3 separate regions of the Sus scrofa genome follow, and regions 1 and 2 are each linked to region 3. The links are chromatin contacts, called in public HiChIP or PLAC-seq maps. All regions are on one chromosome and are shown on one strand. The core of a region is the stretch at or near the end of the contact, and the rest is flanking DNA. Distances in the headings are between cores, read along the strand shown. Region 1 overlaps MBNL1 (muscleblind-like protein 1). Region 2 overlaps MBNL1 (muscleblind-like protein 1). Region 3 overlaps MBNL1 (muscleblind-like protein 1).

What was found. HiChIP or PLAC-seq counts read pairs in DNA pulled down with a chosen protein or histone mark.
Region 1: a contact with region 3 is called in an H3K27ac HiChIP or PLAC-seq map of skeletal muscle. The contact joins two enhancer-like sites. A contact is called at or near these places in 6 of 47 Hi-C or Micro-C datasets (fetal heart ventricle, heart right ventricle, psoas muscle and 2 more) and 2 of 2 datasets of contacts at active chromatin or transcription factors (alveolar macrophages and skeletal muscle).
Region 2: a contact with region 3 is called in an H3K27ac HiChIP or PLAC-seq map of skeletal muscle. The contact joins two enhancer-like sites. A contact is called at or near these places in 2 of 47 Hi-C or Micro-C datasets (fibroblasts and skeletal muscle) and 2 of 2 datasets of contacts at active chromatin or transcription factors (alveolar macrophages and skeletal muscle).

What each region holds. Positions count from the first base shown.
Region 1 is chr13:92,523,939-92,526,638 of Sscrofa11.1, forward strand. All of the region lies in intron 3 of MBNL1 (muscleblind-like protein 1), which reads left to right. Among named protein-coding and RNA genes, the nearest start is that of MBNL1, 34 kb to the left of the region's middle. Within about 2 kb of position 1,448, at least 3 of the 83 cell types and tissues checked have an H3K27ac peak or open chromatin away from gene starts, as enhancers often do. A contact at or near this core is called in alveolar macrophages and skeletal muscle, where this site is marked.
Region 2 is chr13:92,549,671-92,552,370 of Sscrofa11.1, forward strand. All of the region lies in intron 3 of MBNL1 (muscleblind-like protein 1), which reads left to right. Among named protein-coding and RNA genes, the nearest start is that of MBNL1, 59 kb to the left of the region's middle. Within about 2 kb of position 1,366, at least 18 of the 83 cell types and tissues checked have an H3K27ac peak or open chromatin away from gene starts, as enhancers often do. A contact at or near this core is called in skeletal muscle, where this site is marked.
Region 3 is chr13:92,641,248-92,643,947 of Sscrofa11.1, forward strand. The region is part of intron 3 of MBNL1 (muscleblind-like protein 1); the gene reads left to right. Among named protein-coding and RNA genes, the nearest start is that of MBNL1, 150 kb to the left of the region's middle. Within about 2 kb of position 1,259, at least 6 of the 83 cell types and tissues checked have an H3K27ac peak or open chromatin away from gene starts, as enhancers often do. A contact at or near this core is called in alveolar macrophages and skeletal muscle, where this site is marked.

The DNA.
Region 1 (2,700 bases), core at 198-2,697, 120 kb before region 3:
ATAGTAATAATAGAAGTCCCACTTACTATACATTTCTTTCACAAAATATCTCATTTAATGTTTTATGACAGCTGTAAAATAGGCCTTTATGACTTTTACCTTAAAGATTAATAGATGACTAGAAAATAGTTTTTGTCATTTGCAGAGTCGTGAAACTTATATTTTTCCTTACTCCAATGTCCATATTTTAACCAATTTTTTGTCATGCTTACAATCATATACAAAGAATAGTGATGAGCATAATAGCTTTAACAGTGATGACTAACATCTTGGACTACTTTCTTTGTGCCAGGGTAAGGTTTATGAATTATTTTACATATTCCTCAGAATATGAAATGGGTACTCTTAAGATTTCGGTTTCATGGATGGGGAAACTGAGGCACAGAGAAGTTAATTACCCACAATTTCTTAACGAGTAAGTGGCATAATGTGTTGAACCAAGGTAGTCCAGTTCTAGAACCCATGCTTGTATGTGAGAAAATAAAAATGAGATTTAAAAAATTCTTGTGTTGGGAACTCATAGATTGAGACCATAAACATTTGGAATAATCCAGAAGAGTAACACTTTTTTATAGCATTTGAGGAGACTCTAGAAGAATGGCTAGAAGGAAGATAGAAAAGGCCAGGGGAGAGGCGCTTGGTAGAAGAAATGAGGACTCAGGTGGGAAAGGGAGACTGAGACTTCACTTTGGAGGGCACAGAGGGTAATAAGGTGCCCTCCGCTGGGAACATAAGCAGACATTTTGCCAGGCAAGTAACCATATAGGAGTTGTGTTTTAGTGACATTTTTCAGAGGAAGAATAAGACATACCTAGAGAGAAGTAGAGATTGTAGGATAGAAATGAGGGACTAAAAGGATAGTGAATGGGAATGAAAGGGCATGTGTGCTGGGGAAAGGTGACAGGCTTAGAGTCCACAGGATGTAGCAGCTGCTTAGATGTGGATGCTAGCGGTGATGGGAGGTATTAAATGTGATTTTAAACATATAGTAAGAATTTGTAAAACCTTTCCTTCAAAATTTCTTATTCCTTAATTGTTAATGGTATCTCTGTTCATCATATTGCTACTTGTCAGCTCTTTTAATATAAAAGAACTGTATTTTAAAAATCAGAGTAAAACTTAAGACTTAACATTATATTTTATCAGGGACTTAACTTGATGAAGTAGAAGATACATGTTAAATTCTTAAAATGGTTCATTTCTGTATCAGGCTCTTTGAAAGCCCTGGATCTGGTGAGCTGTAGAATATCATGTAATTCTTTATCCCAAATTGGTAATTCTAAAGTAAGAGTAATTTCGTCTTTAGGGGTACATTGTTTTTTGCTGGGAAATGTCTCATTGCCAACTAAGCAGTTCTAGTTCCCTGTTAAGTTCATGCAGAACACCGGTGTAAACTATCCTCAGTGATAAACCAGGTGGCAGATAGATACATGATAAAACAAGTTTGCAATGTGCTCAATGTGGCTGACATTTATACTTCTTAGACCTTGCTATTTTAGGGAAGGTATCAGTGTAACCATGATATTCTTTTTCCTGGAAATAAAGATCCTTAATCAGACACTCTTATAAACAGAATGATTTACATATGGGAATAAATAAGCAGTTGCATTAAGTTAACAGTTACCTAGGGTTGTGACGATAGTTATATTTCAAATAAAACAGAAAGCTTTCCAGGAGTGCTTATAGGCCTGTTTTCATAAGGTCCTTATATGCTTTTTACAATTAAATGGCTTAAGGTAGTTTAAGCAGAGAATGTCAGAATGATGATAGTATTTAATATACATAGAGAAATTCTCATGAAATAAAGACAATTTCCAAGAAAATTTCTATTTATAAATATTAACCACTTATTTAAATGATCGACAGCCACAGAAAATGATTTTAAATTTGCACTGTTTGTGTTTTTAAATGTAGCATGTTTATATGGAGCTAGAGAAATTAATGTTAATGGTGTTTTATTTTGCCTGTTTAAATGACTGCTGGTATTATGTGAAAACCACAATTAGCACATGCCTTTTTCTACTATTAGACTTTTTCTTCTACTTTTTCTTCTTCTTCTATTTTTATTTATTTATTTTTTGCCTTTTCTAGTTTTGGTCTTGGCTATAAAGATAAAGTGAAAATTTGTTTTATTGAATCATAGATAGTGCTTAGAAAATATTCATTTTAAAGTAGCTAAGATTAAATAGTATTAAAATTAGAAACTCTTCTTTGCCTTCTCTATTTACTGGGCCAGTTTTAACTAGACACCTTTACTCCAAATTATTTTGAACCATTATTTGAATTTCATTGTTCAAACATTTCAAGGGAAGCTGCATCGTCAACTTAGTGGCATTCAGATAAGGCAGTTGGTCTTCAATACCCCATCCAGAAGACTTTGAGACATTTGATGAGTGTAGTGAAAGTGAATAGCAGGGAATACAAAGCAAATCTTTAATCCAGGTGTGGAGTCTTTCTGAGGTGTTGCGGGACCTTTCCAAAAATTAATTTGGAATATCCAGTATTTGAGATGATTGAAAAAAAATGTATGTACTTCAGATGAAATTCTGCAGAATGCTTTCTGGGAGACCACATTTACTGAAAATTGCCTGAGGGAAATGACTGTCTCAGAGAAATGTATTTTGAGGACTGGATTTTAAATGTAAATACAGTTTTTGGAGCAGTTAATGTAGGAAGAGATTATTGTCTGTTTCTCAATAA
Region 2 (2,700 bases), core at 116-2,615, 91 kb before region 3:
CAATGTTGTAAGTTAACTTGTGAGTTAACTATTTCAGTACATTACTTCTTGGTCCAGTTTGTGCTCTCACTTTGCTAAAAGTTTTCACCAAAGACTTAAGGATATTATCTTCAAAGTAAAATACGAAAGAAGGTATTAACAACAACAAAGATATCTTATAATATTGTCCTTAATGCCATAGTTCTAAGGATCAATAAACAAAAGTTACAAATTACACTGGGCCTTTTTCTTTCTTTCCTTTGAAAGTCATCAATGAAGGGCACAGTGGTTGTACCTTGTGAATGTGTATTCCCAAATTCCAGCTGACTGAATTTAGGTGTAATTAGAGACTGGGACCCATAAAATGAGGGCCAAAGGGCTAATTACACTTGTCGGTAACCAGCTGTGTCCATAAGTAACCCTGTTTTGACCCAATTCCTAGTAAATCCAATCTTTAATCCTACAGACAGTTGATGGTGCACTCTAGCTGCAAAATGAAGGACATTAAACTTGGCTGTGACATTGAGTGGTTTCACAGAAGACCTGCCTCCACAGCATTTGGAAACATTGTGAAACATTAAAATTCAGTTGCTATTTTTCCATCTCAAAATATTTTTTTAGTTGCTGCTCACCACTTGTGGCCATAGAACAGTCCCCCTTTGAGTAAAAGCAGCAGCATTGCTTAATGACATGCTGTGTGGTTAACAAGATTCAACTGCCACATCAAGGACTTTTTTTTAAATAACAAATAATTTCAGGATCTTAAATTTACTTAAGAGACGAACTCATTGTACCAGCTAATCAGTGCAAATGTCCTTATTCTTTGTCTTTCTAAGAGAAACTGAACTTTATAGTGTCTAAAATGTGGTAAAATATTTTGGTGTGAATAAAAGGGAAAAAATAAATTTATTTCTGGTAGAACTTCATACCCAGAACAATAGCTCCTTAAATATTAGTGGAACAACTATGTTAAGAATTAATTTAATATTTTTGGATGTATAACTAAATATTCGTTTTTCATGTGTGTGTGTACATCTGTAATTAACACATGCGATTCTTTATGTAGTGTTTAGAATCCTACCTTTTAGATAGTAGTCTTCCTGTGTTCAATTTTGTGGCTAAAATAGATCCAAAACATATTTTAGAACAGTTAAAGTAATTCTGTGACTCATGCCTGAAGTTCTGAAATTTGGGAGCATTATGAGGTTTCCATGCCAGTAACCGCTAGATCATTTGTATTGTTTCAGAGAGTAAACGGAAGGAATTTAGAAACTTGTAATATCCTGACTTCTTTAATAAAATGTGTTCTGTGTATGGCTACAATCCGTAGTCCAGCGTTTTGTGAGTTCTTGAGCCCTGAGATGGAGGTAGCCTGTGTAATCTACTATTTTTAGCAAGTTAGGAAAGCAAACCAAATACTCTCTGAGAGGACCCTGGGAAATGGCTGTACCCTTCAGCTGTGCTGTTTCAGACTTTGGCCAGGCTCCCAGGTGACTTAGGTTTATAGCAGACTTTTATATAGAGAAGAATTTATCTCATTAAAAACAAAAGTCGAACCGTTCAAGAAAGTATTTACATAAAAGAAATCAATTGGCGTATTACTAAAGGGAATGGGAAGAAAATCAGTTGATTGTATTTTAGTTACATATTGGTGATTTTGAAGTTTAAATAACTAATTTAGATGAATTTACTATACGAAAACAGAATTCTGTATCATAGTAAATGTGTTGCTAAGTAAAATGAGGATGTAGGATAATGAGAATATATATACATATACTTATTAAAATATATTTGAAATAAAGTAATAGTAAGAAAGCAAAAACTGTAATAATCAGTGTTCGTTTATAAATGTAAAAACATTTTAAACACTTTAATTTTTCTCACTTAATTTTGCCTTTGCACTTACAGTCTTAGTTTAGAACAGCCTAAAGGTTATATTCATATTGAGAATCAAGTGGCTTACAAATTATCGATTTGTTTTAGTTACTTCCGAAATCCTGAACTTTTAAAAAAGTGCTTTATTTAATGCTGGAGGGGAAATTTCTTTCATGGCTTATGAAAGAGATACCAAAACAAAAATATCTTAAAAGAAAAATGTCAACAGTATAAGCTGCTATTGGCATATATTTCAGAAGTGATGAATCAAAATGTAGTTAATGGCAAGCTACCTATTTTCTTAACCAATAGTCTCTTACTTAAATTTTGGTAGTTGATATAAAGAAAGCTTACAGAATGTATTTTAGTGGACGCCAGGTTACTTACATTTTTAAAAAAGCTTTCACCTTATGATCAACAGAAATAGACTGTTGTTTGTTGAATTCTTCTTTTTCAAATATCCTTTTTCTTTTCCTGGGGGAGGGGGATTATAACCTCTGTGTTTACTATCTATTTTCCAAAAACTTGGCAAAAGTCATTTAACTTTGAAAAGTTTAGTCCCTTGTTCTCTTGTATAATTAGGCAGTTTAGTTTAAGATAATTACTTGCTCATTTCACTGTTACACACATTTGCGTATATAGATAACCCAATTGATCAAATTTATCATAGACACATCAGAGGCCATATTCCACTGCGAAGTGGCTTGGACCCAAGGGCATGAGTGAAAAGGTTTAAAGTGCTTCTAAAGACCTAGCAGAATATATGAAATACAGAAATCAGCTATTAGAAGTCATACAGATGAGTAAATAGCCAGGTAAATGAGCAACTAGGAAACTCAAAAGTTA
Region 3 (2,700 bases), core at 9-2,508:
TTTAGCTTCTTTTATATTGCTAAATAAAAGATGTGCCCCTTAAAACCTACCATCTTCCCAATGTTATTGTCTCACTTTACTTTTTATTTTTAATGTATGTGATGCATTTTTCCATATATAAAATCATCTTTTCTTTATTTGTGATATGTCCAAATCACAGAGGCCAGGTCAGTGGAATTCATAGATATTCTAAGAGCCTCTTGCTTCATTAGGTTCTTGTTGAAATGGATGATGTGAGACAAAATTTTCACTTGTTTGGTGTTCAATTATTTTATTTTCTGTTATTGATCCTATAGTACAGGTCCTGCTGAGGGGAACAAAAAAGAATGACAGAGAAACTGAAATGTATTGGTGAATCTAATTTTTTTTCATTACATTTTGGAAATACTAGGTAGATTAGTCTTCTCCAAATTAGTTGCCTATACTGTGAAACATCTTTTCCTTCGCACAACTTAAGGGGGTTAAAGCATCCATTTGATTCTGACCTATTCTGGTTAAAGTCATTTATGTTTAGCGTGAGCAATGATTAGAAAAACATGCACATGTAATTATGATCACATGATCATCAGTACAAATACATACATCTAGCATAGTGGGGAAGAGCGCCACCATCTCTGTAGTTAGATGGTCTGGCTTTGTTATGTGTCCTTGGACAAGCACCCCTCATCCTTCCCTTTGGAGGGGTATTTAAAGATGGAGAGTTTTTCCTTTATCAATGCACTAGGATCTGAAGTAGTTCTATAAAGAACTGCTTAAACGAGTCTTCTAAGAGGTTGTCAAGGAAATAATTATGTGCATTTGACATAAGAAGTGTACCTCCTTTTTACCCTCAGGAAAGCCCTAGGGATATAATAAAGATGGTCATGCTGTAATCCACCTAATAATGGTATGATGATGAATTGCATATTATTTGTAAAACATTTTGTATTTCTCAATTGAAAGGCATGCGCTACAAATAGAGCTCTAAATTTTATTATGTAAATGTTAGGGCTTTTAATTATTAGCCAAGATTGAAGAGTGTCTGATTTGGATGCCTAAAACTTCAGAAATGTTTCTGCTACAAACAGTTTAGAAGTCTGACAGTTGCTGCACCAAAAAAATAATGAAGCAATTGAAAAAATAATAGAAACATAGTGATCTGGCATTTCCAATTTTATGATGCTATAAAAAAGCAGCCAACAAATGTTGGACTGTTTAATGATGCTGGCACCTACCAAATGTCACTGGGCTTTCACAAGGTCATGGAGACTTTGGTTTGGCTCAGGGATGCTGGCCAGACCCATCTTTGGAGCCTAGGAAGACTGTGGAATAGTGGCAGACAATAGGTGCCAGCTAAACCTTTTATAGCACTTCATAGATGGCTACACACTTTTGTGGGATTCTCTGAGATAGAGAAGACCATGAGTAGAAGAAAAAAGTGAGACTGTTGCTTCGTAACAGCATCCCATCACAGGCAACTCTAAATATAAGATCCTTGTGGGCCCTCTCTGAGGAGGCTAAGATTTCTTCAGATGACTATCAGCTAAAATTGTATGCTGATATAACTGTTGCTGTCACAGTTGTATGTATATCTGATCTCTCACAGACAAAAGCTGCTGGAGAAAGGAGTGATATTTTTGTAACAAGAATGTGTGTATGATTTGTTGCCTTTTTCTCTTTCTCCACCTCCTCAGCAGCAGCTAACCTGACTCTCATGTGTTACATAATACTTATCTAGATGTGTAGAGTTTCAGTTATGCCATTTTCAAGATGATTAATGGGAGTTGTGCAATTAAAGCTCCGAAGTTCTCTGGGAAAAAAGTCATAGTATCCTGATGTTTGAGTTAGAGTGCGTTGATATTGCGTCAGCATTGAGGATATTTTGGGATATTGTAAATGTCACTATTGGTTTTCTTGTCTAAAAATCATCACCATCAGACTTAGGAATGGTCTATAAAATAGTGCTTAGAATATTTGAATACTGGAGAGGCTTCTTTAAATAGCTAGAAAAGTCTAACCTGAAATCCCTTCCCTAAAATCAGATTAGACTTGCATGAGAAAAAGTTTAATGCCATGAAATAGAGTCTGTTACATTCTTTTTTATCCTTTCAGACCATCATAAAATTACAGATTTAAACTCAATAGATTGTGTGCATGCATGTGTGTGCATGCGTGTGGGCGTTTGTAATTTTGTTTCCTTTCTTTTACTGGCAGTCTCAATAATTATTAAGCCATGGTTTATATGTGAATATGAACTTTTTAGGGGATAAGGAAAAGGAAAAATATATATAAATTTTTATTATATTGTATTTCATTTGAAAACACTTTAGATCTATAGTAAAATAATATTAAGAAATTGGGACTATTTCAGTGAAAACCCACTTGTAAATTTTTGCTTCTTTTTTTTCTTACTGGTAGGAGAAAATTCTCTCTGCTCTTATGTTGACCTGAGCTCCAAGCATTTGTCCTTAGGTTGATTGGATGAAGAAATAGCAATTTACATCTAGAAAATTAAGCTTTAAATATTGATTAGTGTTGCTTTATTTCGTGTTAAGTTTAGGAGACTAGAGATTAATTCCCGAGCAAAATAAGAGGAGAAATGACTCTTTTCTTCATGTTCTGTGATGCTGCGCATTTGTTCCTGATGTTAACCTGAAAGTCCAATGAGTAAATTAAAACAGAAGTTGTTTTTTTTTTTTTTTTTAAAGAATATTTTCTTGC